Regions from separate parts of the Gossypium hirsutum genome. Here all the other regions are linked to region 2. Evidence: chromatin contacts called from public Hi-C data. All regions are on one chromosome and are shown on one strand. Each heading gives the region's core, a stretch centred on a gene start, on an enhancer-like site or on the middle of the called end of the contact. The rest is flanking DNA. Distances are from core to core; before and after follow the strand shown.

What was found. Hi-C and Micro-C count contacts between places; a contact is called where the count stands out from the background.
Region 1: a Hi-C map of leaf shows a contact between it and region 2, with 2.1 times the contacts expected there. The contact joins the promoter of LOC107913278 here to the promoter of LOC107913273 in region 2. A contact is called at or near these places in 2 of 34 Hi-C or Micro-C datasets (both in leaf).
Region 3: a contact with region 2 is called in a Hi-C map of leaf, with 2.1 times the contacts expected there. The contact joins the promoter of LOC107913277 here to the promoter of LOC107913273 in region 2. A contact is called at or near these places in 3 of 34 Hi-C or Micro-C datasets (all in leaf).

What each region holds. Positions count from the first base shown.
Region 1 is chrD11:28,178,998-28,183,171 of Gossypium_hirsutum_v2.1, reverse strand. It overlaps LOC107913278 (BTB/POZ domain-containing protein NPY5), which reads left to right and starts at 1,334. Exons shown (of 5, transcript XM_016841817.2): 1 at 1,334-1,469; 2 at 3,533-3,650. The coding sequence starts at 3,589.
Region 2 is chrD11:27,831,623-27,835,587 of Gossypium_hirsutum_v2.1, reverse strand. It overlaps LOC107913273 (LOB domain-containing protein 38), which reads left to right and starts at 2,430. Exons shown (of 2, transcript XM_016841807.2): 1 at 2,430-2,893; 2 at 2,991-3,867. The coding sequence starts at 2,710. The coding sequence ends at 3,505.
Region 3 is chrD11:28,137,603-28,141,982 of Gossypium_hirsutum_v2.1, reverse strand. LOC107913277 (probable N-acetyltransferase HLS1) reads right to left here and starts at 2,752. Exons shown (of 3, transcript XM_016841810.2): 1 at 2,367-2,752; 2 at 2,049-2,224; 3 at 889-1,952. The coding sequence starts at 2,546. The coding sequence ends at 1,085. LOC121223058 (a long non-coding RNA gene) reads left to right here and starts at 3,365. Exons shown (of 2, transcript XR_005920403.1): 1 at 3,365-3,652; 2 at 3,735-4,380.

The DNA.
Region 1 (4,174 bases), core at 85-2,584, 350 kb before region 2:
AGCCTAAATCTTGTTATGATTGTGAACGAGTGGAGTCATGCCAACATTTTTTTTTACATCTTTTGGACATCATTTACCTCTTCACTTATAAAATAAATTCAATTCACGGGGAGAGTTTATCGAAGGAAAATGAGTTATTAAAAAAATTAATTTTAATCCAATTGATATATATAATTTTTATTTATTTATAAAAGTAAACAAGCAGATTACATAAATGTATTCATAGCTAGATTGTTTCTAGTACTTTCTTCTTGTATGATTTCTTAAATCTCTATAGGAATGATTAAATATGGGCAATACGAGAGGATTATTTTTACCAGTGCATCTGCTATATATATAATTATTGTTTAAGAAAAAATATATATCAAATTTAATTTTTGAAGTTAATATCTGGCTTCTTTTTTTTTATTATTATCTCAAATTACGAAATCTTATTAAGTAAAAACGTTAAAGAAGTAATTCTCAGACAACATTTTTTGGGTATATTTACACCTCATAAACCCCATGTGTTTCGGTAAGAAACAATTTCTTTACGATTTTGTAGTCTTTTTTGGTGAACAAAGCCACGTGAAACCCTGAGAGGGGACCAGGCCCATTCCACAATATCACAATAAAAAATAAATGTAGCTGCTGCTATAATATTCGGTAAAAAAACTCTCCAATGGTTGTCAATTTCTAAATCAACCAAATTAATCTCTCTAAAAAAATTATATAGTTAATTTTGAAAATGACAATGAAGAATAATTAATTAAATGGTTATTTCCTTTCGTCAATTATGTATACTTTTCGTCCATTTATCTCTCAATATTTACATATTTTAATAATTTAGTCTTGATTTTAAAAATATATAACAAATTTAGCCTTAACATTTACATATTTATAAAAATATTATAGACTAAAACCATGACCAAATGATAAAATGTGTAAAATATGAGAGCTAGCTTTGTTATGATACAAATCAAATTCATTTAAAATTGAAAAAAGCATAAACACCTTAATTAAGTGTCTTTAATTGCTCACTTTTAAAATTAACAACGATTAAATTACTTTAATTTTTTTAAGAGGTACTAATTTATTTAATATTAAAATTAAAGGGGACTAGAGAGGTCTTTACCATCATTATTTAACTTCTATTTTATTTTAATTTACTTCAAAATATTTTATTTTATACTACTTTTAAAAAATGACGTTGAATGTCTATAATCTTATTTTTCCTTGTATGGTCTTAAAGTTACGTCATTTTCATGCTTAAATATTTTATGATTTTTATAGTAAAATATATATATACTAAAATCAATATATATTTATATTTTAAAGTTAGTGGGCTTTGGACAAAAGAACTAACTATAAAGAAAAAAAAATGAGATGGATGGCATTATTATCAAAGGAAGAGATGGGGGGATGGAAGGGGTGTTATGCAATAGGGTTAAACAGGCGATGGTATTCATGGACACTAAAACCAAGTGAAGGTCAGTTTTTGTATTTGATTAAGGGAGCACTAAAGTTATTATTGTCAGAGTTGGCATGTAATTTTCATTGTAAGATAAGTTTAGATAGGTAATTAAGTGTGGTAAGTTTATTTTCTTTTTCACGTTATAATATTAATAAGATTTTTTAATTTTATTATTATCGTTATTTTTATATTAATCGTGTATACCATTTGTTTAAACTTACACTAAAAATGTAAGACAGTGAATCCAAGTACCAAAATACAAAAAAACCATTGAAATTCATCACTTTGGTGGAGGTGGGGGTCCCCTTGTTTTTTCTTTAATCAAAGTTTCTGGCTTTGCAAAGGTTAATTATAAAGAAGTTCACATATTTTTTTGCAAAACCCGAAAAGGAAGAGGGTGAAGCTTGGGTTTTTATTTAATAGATATTTAAATAGAGTGTTTGGGGTTTTGTTTTGGAGTGAAGCGTGGTGGCCTGGTGGGGGTTGAAATCAGAATATATGTGGGATAAGAGGGTAAGGATTTTTGTAGTGGTGGCGGTGGGGAGTGGTGGTGCTGATTCAAAGGAGATGAGTGGGAACATTCTGAGATTTGGCTTTTTGTGGGAAAATGTTAAATAGAAGGGATAGAGGGAAGTGATGGGTGTCAAAAGATGAGGACCAGCTCCTCTTTTTGATGTGATTTTTGGTCGGGTAGTTTTTATGCTATGTGGGGTTTGGTTTTCTTGTTTTTTCGTTTTGGTGTTTATTTGGTGTTGTGGCTAAAAGGATAATAGCGGTTGCTTCATGCACTGCAGTGGACAGTTAACATCCTGCTTACTCTTTGACTGTTAATGATATATTGATGTTGGATTCTTGGTACTTGGAAGGGCAATAATAGTAAAGGGAGCTGCTTTGGGACATATAAGGCTCTTTTCTAGTGACCCCTCCAAGGTAGGCTTAGATTCTAATGCTCCACATCTTCTCCTCTTCTTCTGTATGGTTTTTTTGAGGTGGCCTATTGTTGAATCAACCACTTTGTTTTCTTTCAGTTTGAGGTTTATTTTTAGTCCTTTTTTCTTTTGGTTTTCTTCTTTTTCTTTACCTCAAAGGAATTAATTTCACAAGTGAAGATATGATCTTGTTGATCATCCCACTTTTTGTGTTTTCGAGTCTTTATAAAGTTCCCTCATTGTTTCACTCTTAAAACAACCAAGGGGAGATGTTCTTTGTGGTTCAGTTGTTAGTGCTTTATTTTGATGAAAGTATAAACTATTTCCTGAATTTTGATTTGTGATCAATTTACCCGTTTCAGCTCTCCACTTTTAGAGCAATATTCTTGGACTTGATTATTTGAGTAAATTTTTATTTATTTTTTATTCTTTTCCCTTTTAGAAACCTCCAAAAAATGATGCTCCATGTCCACTAAGTTGTTTTCTTCAACTCATACCGAGAAATGATGTCTCTTTCCTTGCAGGTTTTCTACCTTAAGCATAGGAGTAAAAGGTTAGAGTTTCCTTAATACAAGAGTTGTAAAGGAATGTGCATTCTGGGTTTTGGGGTATAGAGATTTTTTTTTTCATTTTGTGGACCAGAAAAAAAGTTCATGGCAGTGTAGTGTGAGAGAGAGAGAGAGAGAGAGAGAGATATCCATTGAAAGTAGAAAAACAAAGAGAATAAGATTAAACAAATAAGGGAAAGGGCGGTGGTGTCAGTTATAAGCAAGTGGGTTTGTTTTTGGCTTTGAGAATTATATATGTTAGAGACCATGTGTTCACTATGTCTCCTTAGCTAATCTTTGCATCCCGGAGTCCTTGGTTTGTGTTAACAACTGAGGAAGCAACCCATTTTCTTTTGGGGGGGTCTCTTCATAGTCAAGTGACCACTTTGTAAAATCAATCTTAAATCTCCATTTATTCATTTCTACCCTCATTTGACCTCATTTTGTGTGAAAAGATTCGGTCAGACTAGAAAATGCACATGGTTTTCTTTTGATCCATCCTTCCTGTGGTTGAAATTGAAATTTTTGAGGATCTTAGTTAGTGGAGGTTTCCCTTATAGTGGTGTCTTGGGTACTAATTTGTGCCACTGCAATATTTGTAGATATAAGAGGAAGTGAAATTGTGTGAGTGTTGGAAAATACAATTTGTTTAGCCAAGATGAAGTTTATGAAACTGGGATCCAAGCCTGATTCATTTCAGACTGATGGAGGTTATATCAGGTAAGCTTGAGATCTTCCTCTATGGAAGCTTTAAAAAAAGATCAATTTCTTTATTTTATATTTTGCCATCTGAGTATGCTGAACAGGTATCATATTATACATATCAATGGCTTTTATTCAGTACTTGCCTCTCCTAGTTTGTTTCTTTTCCTTTCCCCTTCCCTTTCCAAGTAGTTTTATACCATATGACTAATTTATAGGAGCAAATATTTTTCTGAGTTTTTTCTGGCATCAAGAAGTGCTCTAAATGCCCAAATCTTATATTTTTTTTCAAGGTGGAATGACTGGTAAATGAGCTGATTGACTTCATTTCAGTGTATTGAGGTTGCATTAGCCATATAGATCATTTATAATTGAATACTTAATTGGCTTCCCCAGTTCTGATATCTAGATACCATCCACCATTCCAGTTCTTGTCGCATTCAAGGTTGAGCACAACAGTTAGACCCGACTACTGAGCTCTTCTCCTAGTTTTCCCTAATAACATGCTACGCTGATAGTTGAGAGAACATTTAACAAGGGAT
Region 2 (3,965 bases), core at 1,181-3,680:
ATTCAATTCGAAAAAATTAGAAAAAAAATCAAAATTTGAGTTCATCCAATAAAGTTATTTAAGTAAACTCGGATAAGTAATTTGAGTTTCGAATTCGAGTCGAGTTAAAATTTGTAATTCGAATAACTCGATAATTTGAATAACGGATTGGCGACCGGGTCATGTATGGGGTGTTACAGCAACGATGACTTTATATGCACAATCTACCACCCGGAGTTCCTGAGAAATGATGATTTCTAATCAATATCTTGACCCTATGGCATGCCAACTAGGGTGAGAAAAACTCAATTCGATTAAAAAAAAGTGAAAAAAAATCGAATTTTGAGTTCATCCAATCGAGTTATTTGAGTAAACTCGAATAAGTAATTCAAGTTTTGAGTTTGAGTCAAGTTAAATTTTATAATTTGATTAACTTGAATAATTCGAATAACAGATTAGTGTAAATAGTCTCTTTGTCCCTACCAATTTTAGAAATAAGCGAATTGGTCTCTCTCAACAAAAAATACAAAATAATTCAAATTGATTTTCAAAAATTCTAAATAATTTTCAAAAAAATTTAAATATATATAAAGAAAGTTAAAATTTTAAAAATATTCTAAAATAATATTTTTGGGACCTAAATAAGTTAATTAATCATTCAGGTTTATCATACTAAAGTATCTTATTTTTTATTATTTTGCTTTGAAAAATTTCTCAAATATATATGGTTTCAAAATTTTGTGCTCTAACATGAAATTAATTATATTGTAACAAGATTTTAAGTTAACATGTTTAATTTTTTTATTTAACTCGAACAATTTCACTCGGTTCGATTTGACTCTACTCGACTCAAATTTCATTTCACTCGACTTGATTTGAAAATTTTTTAAATCGAGTTAGGAAGATAAAATAAGACTTTTCAACTCGATTAACTCAAAAAAATTTCACTCAATTCAATCGAACGCTCACCCTTAATGCCGACTATATCTGACTCTACCCAAAGAACTAATAGGGTAACCAAATTTCTGATTTCATTATATAGATCAATTCACTTTCAACCATTCTTGATTTATCATCAACTCATCATATTATATAGCATATTCCAGCACAAATTCACACCAATTATCACATATCAATTAATTCATGAAATTTTTATTCTATTCAAGTTAGACATTATCTTGATATTCAATCTCAGCCATAACAATTCAATTTAAATAATCACTGAAAACTCACTTCAATACCATATAATGTAAAATGTCATGAATATGCAATAACTAAATTGATCCCGAATCATAGAAATACAAACCGAATTTTCGAGTCACTCATTGACAACTTTCGTTTTTCTTTTCCCTCTCGAAGGTTTTACATCGACGTTGGCTACGTATAATCACAAAACATATAACACATAAATTTTCATTCAATTCACAATCAAATAGAATATCAAGCATATTTTACAATTTATTCAATTTAGTCTTTAAACCTGGGATAAGCATAACCTTCAATCTAAAACTTCAGATTAGAATCTAGTTTCACATATACTCATTAGGAACCTCCTAATTTCTATTCCTACTAAAAATTCATAACATTTTATTCATTTTATTTAATTTGGTCCCTACAAAATTAACAATTAAGTTTTACAATTTAGTCCTTTTCATAAACTAAGCTTAATTTCTATCAATTTCACACTTAATTAATCCAAATCTCAACAATGGAAACTTATCAAAACTTCAACAATTGAACAAATTGATATATGGGCTAGCTAAATCAAGCTCTCATGATTCAGTTTCCGTAAAAATTCAAGAAAAATGGCTAGTGACTTGAAGATGGTGGTCGAATGTTCATGCTACGTTAAAGTTTTTTTTTTCTTTCTAATGGTTTCGATGGCTTAGGGGAGGAAGATGACAACTTCCCACTAAGTGTTTTCTTTATATACTAATATTAATCCTTATTTAATCTTAATTAACCTTAATTTATTCTTTAATTAAACTATTTTTAATTAATAATTTAACCTTAAACCGTTTATATTACCATCCACTAGCTATATGAAAACAATGGTTTAATAGCCATTTTAGTCCATAGGATAATTACTATCTAGATCCCAAAGTCATTTCCTAATTAAAAGTATATAGATGAATTGAAATTCGATTAAGAACGTTTAAGAACCAATTTAAAATAAGAATTACAGTAATTAACTTTAAATTTTTTTATAAATATTAATAATTTGGACTAAAATATAAATTTAATAATTGTAATAAATTTGACCAGATAATTATTTTTAAAAATTTAAATATAAGAAAACTTAAAACTGGGAAGTAGGGGAATCTTATGTAAAAGAGAAAAGAAAATTTTCCAATGGTGGAGCGACAAGCATTCGCGGAAACACGGGGCCGCTCATGCCCAGGACTTTGGAATCTATAACCTCTTCACTTCCCCCCATACCAAGGAACTGTTCCCACACTAAACCCACTACTCCCCACTAACCCAACCCCCTAACTCAACTCAACCCCTGGGTTTACTCTCCCCTGCCCCCCCCCCCTCCCTTTAAAACCCTCCTTCCTCTCTCATTTTTCACCCTTATTCTATCTCTCTTCCATTTCTCCATTGTTAACACCAGCCAGCCACCCTGTCTGCGAAGCCAAGTTTCAGAGAGTACATTGGTTTTCATGCCAAGCCAGGAAAAAGGTAGTACTACATAGTTGTTGAGTTAAGTCTTGAATCTTGAGTCCGATCATGAGTTGCAACGGCTGCCGAGTCTTACGGAAAGGATGCAGTGAGTCTTGTATATTACGTCCTTGTTTGCAATGGATTGAGAGCCCTGAAGCTCAAGGCCACGCCACTGTTTTCGTTGCCAAGTTTTTCGGCCGTGCTGGTCTCATGTCTTTTATTTCAGCCGTTCCTGAATCTCAACGCCCTGGTATGCCCATGCCGTCTATCTTTTCTCTCTTTTTTTCTTCTCTTATTGTTTCTCATACCAAATTCTGACTCCAATTGCTTCTTAATCTTTGGATCAGCTTTATTCCAGTCGCTGTTGTTCGAAGCTTGTGGGAGAACAGTGAACCCTGTGAACGGAGCCGTGGGGCTTTTGTGGAACGGAAACTGGCACGTTTGCCAAGCGGCGGTGGAAACCGTCCTGCGAGGAGGATCTCTACGTTCCATGCCTGAATTCATGGCTCCGACGCCAGCATCCGACGAAGCGTCCGAAGCCACGTGCACGGACATGTGGAAATTGCGGGAGACATCCACGAATCTCAACTCCAACTGTCGATTCTCAAATTCGAGATCCAGGGTTTCACCCAAGCGTAAAAGAGTCGAAGAAGAATTCAAGAAACTACAGCCCTCTGATCTAGATCTTGGCTTGACCCCGAGCTTTTCGGGCAAGCGAGTTACCGATAATCGTCGACCAGGGACTCCTTCTATGAACTCGGAGGAATCTGTGACGACGACGTGCTTCGAAAGTGTTTTTGCAGATCAACAAGGGCAAGGCAGCAGAGGAACTGATAAAAAATTACTTAAGTTGTTTGTTTGAAGAGGAGGGTTTTTTTTCTTTTTGGAATGATCTAGTTTCGATGTAATATTCTTCATTTCTACCACTACCACCAGTTTAGATTATTTTTGGATACTTCTGGGGAGGGGTTTCCCCGGAAATGAATTTTCCGGCGAGTTTGTGTATTACCGGCACATGGGATTTCTCTCTTTTTTTTTACTTTTTTTTGGGATTATTTTTTGGTGTTAAAAGCTGTGAAATTAGAGAGAAAAATGAGAATCTGTCGGTGATCCTTTAAAATCAATTTTATTTGGCTACTATGTAACCCTTCTCTTTTCATGATCTTTGTGTTTAAGTCATGAATGTATGCATGGCATGAATAAATCAGACTTATATTTTTCCCAGTTTATGATTTTAGATGAGAGATCATGCTTTAGTTGTTTTGTTTTTTAAGAATTTCTGATTGGTCAGGAAATTATCAAGTATACCCCACTATTTATTT
Region 3 (4,380 bases), core at 1,503-4,002, 310 kb before region 2:
ACTCACTCCTATAAATATTTAAAAAAATCAAAAAAATGAGGCTTAAATTCAAATACATGTGTAATATTTTATATAAAAATAGTAATAATAATTAATTGGATTGACATCCAATTAATAAAATGGAAGTTGGAATCGAATCATTTATCCTCATACGTGGCCCATGCTTCCAAACTCAAACCACCAAAAATAGAGAAAAGACAAAATAGGTTAAAAAGAAAAAAAATGGTACATTCTATCCTATTCCTTTCAGTTTGAATTTCAATCTTGCCTTCCAAAAACAAATAAAAGTAAAGCCAAAAGGCATAGCAGCTACAAGACAAAGTCTCCCATATCATTAATCTCTCATTCTTATATTTTATATACAGACTAGACTCTCTTCTTCATCCCAACCCAAAAAAAATTCACAATGGATATTCTTCTTCGTTGTTAGGGAGAGAATTTCATATTTCTTTCTCCACCACCCCTTTAATTAGAAAGATACTAAGATCTCCATTAATATTTTCCACATTAAACAATGATAGAGGTAGTCGTGTCGCTATCTAAAAGCATATAATCGTATTTTTTATGCTCAAATATCAATTTTAAAAAAAAAACTAAATCTCTACACTTTCATAATAATTTATATTTTAAAATCCAAAAAAGTTATAATTGAAAATGTGTCCGGATTACTTAAATTAATAGAGATTTATAAGGTTTTTATTCCTATTCTGAAAAATAATAAGGATTCCTTTTTATTTTATTTATATTTCAAGTATGTTCTGATTATACGTTCTTCTCATTCCTATCGAGAGAACCGTTTTTAAACATTGGAACAACTAAAAGGAAAATTCTCTAAAAAGATATTCAACCCCACTTCTAAAACTAAGGCTTTGTTTGGCTACTACAGGATCTTTAAAGCCACATCCCATTTACTAAAAACCAACATATCTACAGCCCAAAACAAGAAGAAGAGGATATTCATTTTCCTTTTCACACAAAGACCCATATCTTCTAATTCCCTCTTTTTATCTTCCCAAAAATTATTTGTAAAAGAAAGACGAGAGAGAGAGAGTGACTACTATTTTTCTTCTTTGTGGGTTAGATTTTAGAATTCTCTGGGATCTACAAATATGGAAAGTCCAGGGGGTGATTTAGTCCAGTCACCGACAGACCCGTCACTGTAGTCTTCCCCGAGTCGCTTGATACACCATAAATCTTGATCACATGATAAACTCTTCCAATGTGGGACCCCGATTTTCAACGGCTCAAGATTCGCCACCTCAGTCGCCACCACACTGCACCCTCCTTGTTTAGCCAAGTTATGCGCGTGTGCACACAATGCATTCACAAACTTGGCCGCGCGTGGACCTTCCCCTCCCAATCCGTACAAAAAGTGCAAACCGAACGGCCTAAACACTTCCGGGATCGAGGGTAATCTAAAAAACGGCAATAACTTGTCCACGATCCTTGTCGTTTTAGCCAACGCCTTCGTCATCCTCGACGCCCCTCGAACTTCCAGCCTAAACACGTCCTTGCTATTCCAAACACTCAAAACAGCCCACGACTCTGGCGGGTCTGATAAAAACTTATCCGACCCGGGCCAAGATTTTTGCGTGTAACATCCTCCACGTGGCACGGCCAAAAAGGTTCCAATGTTAAGTCTATTATTAAGAACCGAGTCAATGTCGCGAGGGAAGAACTCGGTGGTGGAGAACCGGCGGCGGTATAGCAACTCAGCGTCGGACGGCGGAAGCTTGATTAGAGTGACCCGATTGGAAACGGGGAGTTGATGAGCGAAAACGGGGTTAACCAAAATAGAAGGAGTACGGAACTTGGAGTAACCGCATTTATCAGTGAAGAGCTTAACAGAAGGTTTGTTGTCGTTTTCCGTTGCTAAGTAGGAATATTCAGCGCCGTTTAGGACAAACCAATCTTCCATTCCACGGACCAGCTTTAACCCAATTCCCATTCTCCTGTGGATAAAAAACCCAACAAAGAAATCAAAATAATTCATTTACTAATGTATTAACGAACTAAAAATGATCTGTTGGGGCAGTTATAGTAAATACCGGTGGGAAGGGGAGACCCGAAGGCCTAAAATGTAAGCGAGTTTGGTGTATACAGGGAAGGGTTTAGTGGGATGATTGCTTTTGCCATTGCGATAAAGCTTTTTGCCGCATGTAACGGTTTTAATGCAACCTCGAATCATCCCAACTATTTCTTTTGTGGAGCTTAACTCAGCCACCTGCTTGTTTACAAAGATGCAGAAAATAGTAATGTTAAAGGCTGTATTTATTATACGTAGATAAATAGTGGAATTTAGTAATGGAGATTAAATTTTTTTTTAAAAAAGGGACAAAAGGGAGGAGGGATTTCATATACAGTACCAGCATGAGAAAAGCAGGGGAATGGCGGACCCGGCAAATAGGGTCGCCTAAGAGGTCTGTAAAGAGAGAGAGTTTGCCGCTGGGACCAACCTCGCATCTTTTTTCAACTTCTTCTACACTTGTTAAATCCTTGCTCGGATCAAACTCTCTTATTACTAAAACACACTTGTCATCTCCCATGATTTTTCCTTTTTAACTCTCAATTGCACAAGTAAAGAACAACGGACACCACTTCTGCAAGACACCACGAATGAAGAAAAAGCTTAGGAAGTCTGTGGAAACCAGAGGTTGTTGTATGTTAGGTTTGCTTTTGAGGAAGAGGAGATACTGAGAAGAAGTTCATCGACGGAGAAACAATCGGGTTGAAGCTGCCTCTTAAATACTAATGAATTGGGGAATATTTTTATTTTATAAAAAAACAAAAGCCTTTTTATTTACTCCCCCCCTCTCTCTCTAGAATAGAATCTCAAACACTTTCCTTTTTGTTTTTAATAATTCAGTGCTTTGAAGTCCCTTTCTCTTCTTCTGTCTTCTCTTTTGTCTGTCCATGTATCTTCCCTTTCTCCCACTTTTAAGACTAGTGACAAATGTTGTCATAAATAAATTTAAATGGGAGCAGTAAATAAAAGAATATTATTAATCATCACAAAAAAGGGAGGAAGTGGAAATGGCGGCTATGGCTGCGGGGTCTGCTCAGTGTTTTCTTTTTGATTAATTTCTCTTCCACTTGGTAAAAATATTTTCTCAGTTTCTTCAAATCATCCTTATCAAAATAATTTAATCCTAGTAATATTTTCATCATTTTAATTATTGATATAATAACAAAACGTAAACTCCACCATATCCCACTAAATCTTAATTAATTTTTAATTTGTATAATCGAATTTTCGAAACTTACAAAAATATTACTAACATTATCGCATTATTATAAAAATATCATTAATATTATCAAGTTATATCACTTTAAATTTTTATTTTTTTTCTTTTTTTCCTTATTTTATTTTCTCTCTTTTCCCTTTCTTCTTCTTCTTCTTCTTCCTTTCTTTCCATCTTATCTCCCTTTCCAGTAAACCCTATCCGCCACCGATTCCACCATCGCCAGTGGCTTCCTCGGACATCGAACCCACCGGTGGATCTCCCAAGACTATCCCTTGATTTCGATAAGCCTAGCCCCAACCCTTAATCCTATCAAAGTTTGAAGTTTTTTTTCTTTTTCAACATTTAAGCTTGAAAATGAAGAGAATATGATTGACTTCAGCATATGAAAGACAACCCCGAGGAAGAAGGTGTATAACTAATGGGTGGAGTTCTATGTGCTTTTTTTTTATTATTATTGCAAAGTTTCTAATTTGTTTTTTGTTACGGTAGGGAAAGAAAACATGGAAGCATTATGCAACTCATATTTAAGGTTCTTTTTGGTTACTACATGTTAGCCTTTTCTTCTCTATTTGTTTCCATTTTTCGTCTCTTTTCTCTCTTTTTCACTCTAGATGAAGCATGACGTTTCTTTGAAGAAAAAAGTTCATTCAAAATGTTTTTGTTGTTTTTAAAGACTCTGTCTTCTTGATTTTCTTTTTTTGTTGTTTTAGATCTCCATAAATTTTTTTTTATTTTTTTATGATTTTATCTTTAATTTCCTCTTTAGCTTTTCTGGAAAAGCGACAGGGAGTGCAGTAGCTGCCACCATATCACACCCTTTGGGCAACCCAGACCCAATGAATCAAAAACATCAATTAATTTTGCTTTTTTACTTGATTGGCTAATTTTGTTTGTTTTCTTTGAAATTAGAAAAATAATAATAATAAAAAGACTGAACTTTGTTTAAGAGAGATGAAAAAGGAGGAGGAGGTCGGTGGACTCAATGCGTTAGGCACAAAATGGCATGGGATGGTGCGTAAGAGCAGCATGAAGAGAACAGCCGATGAAAGCCATCGATGGTGGTGAAACCAGTGGCAACTAGGGTTGGCTAGGGAAGGGAAATGCGAAGAAGAAGAAGAGGAACAGGAAAAAGAAA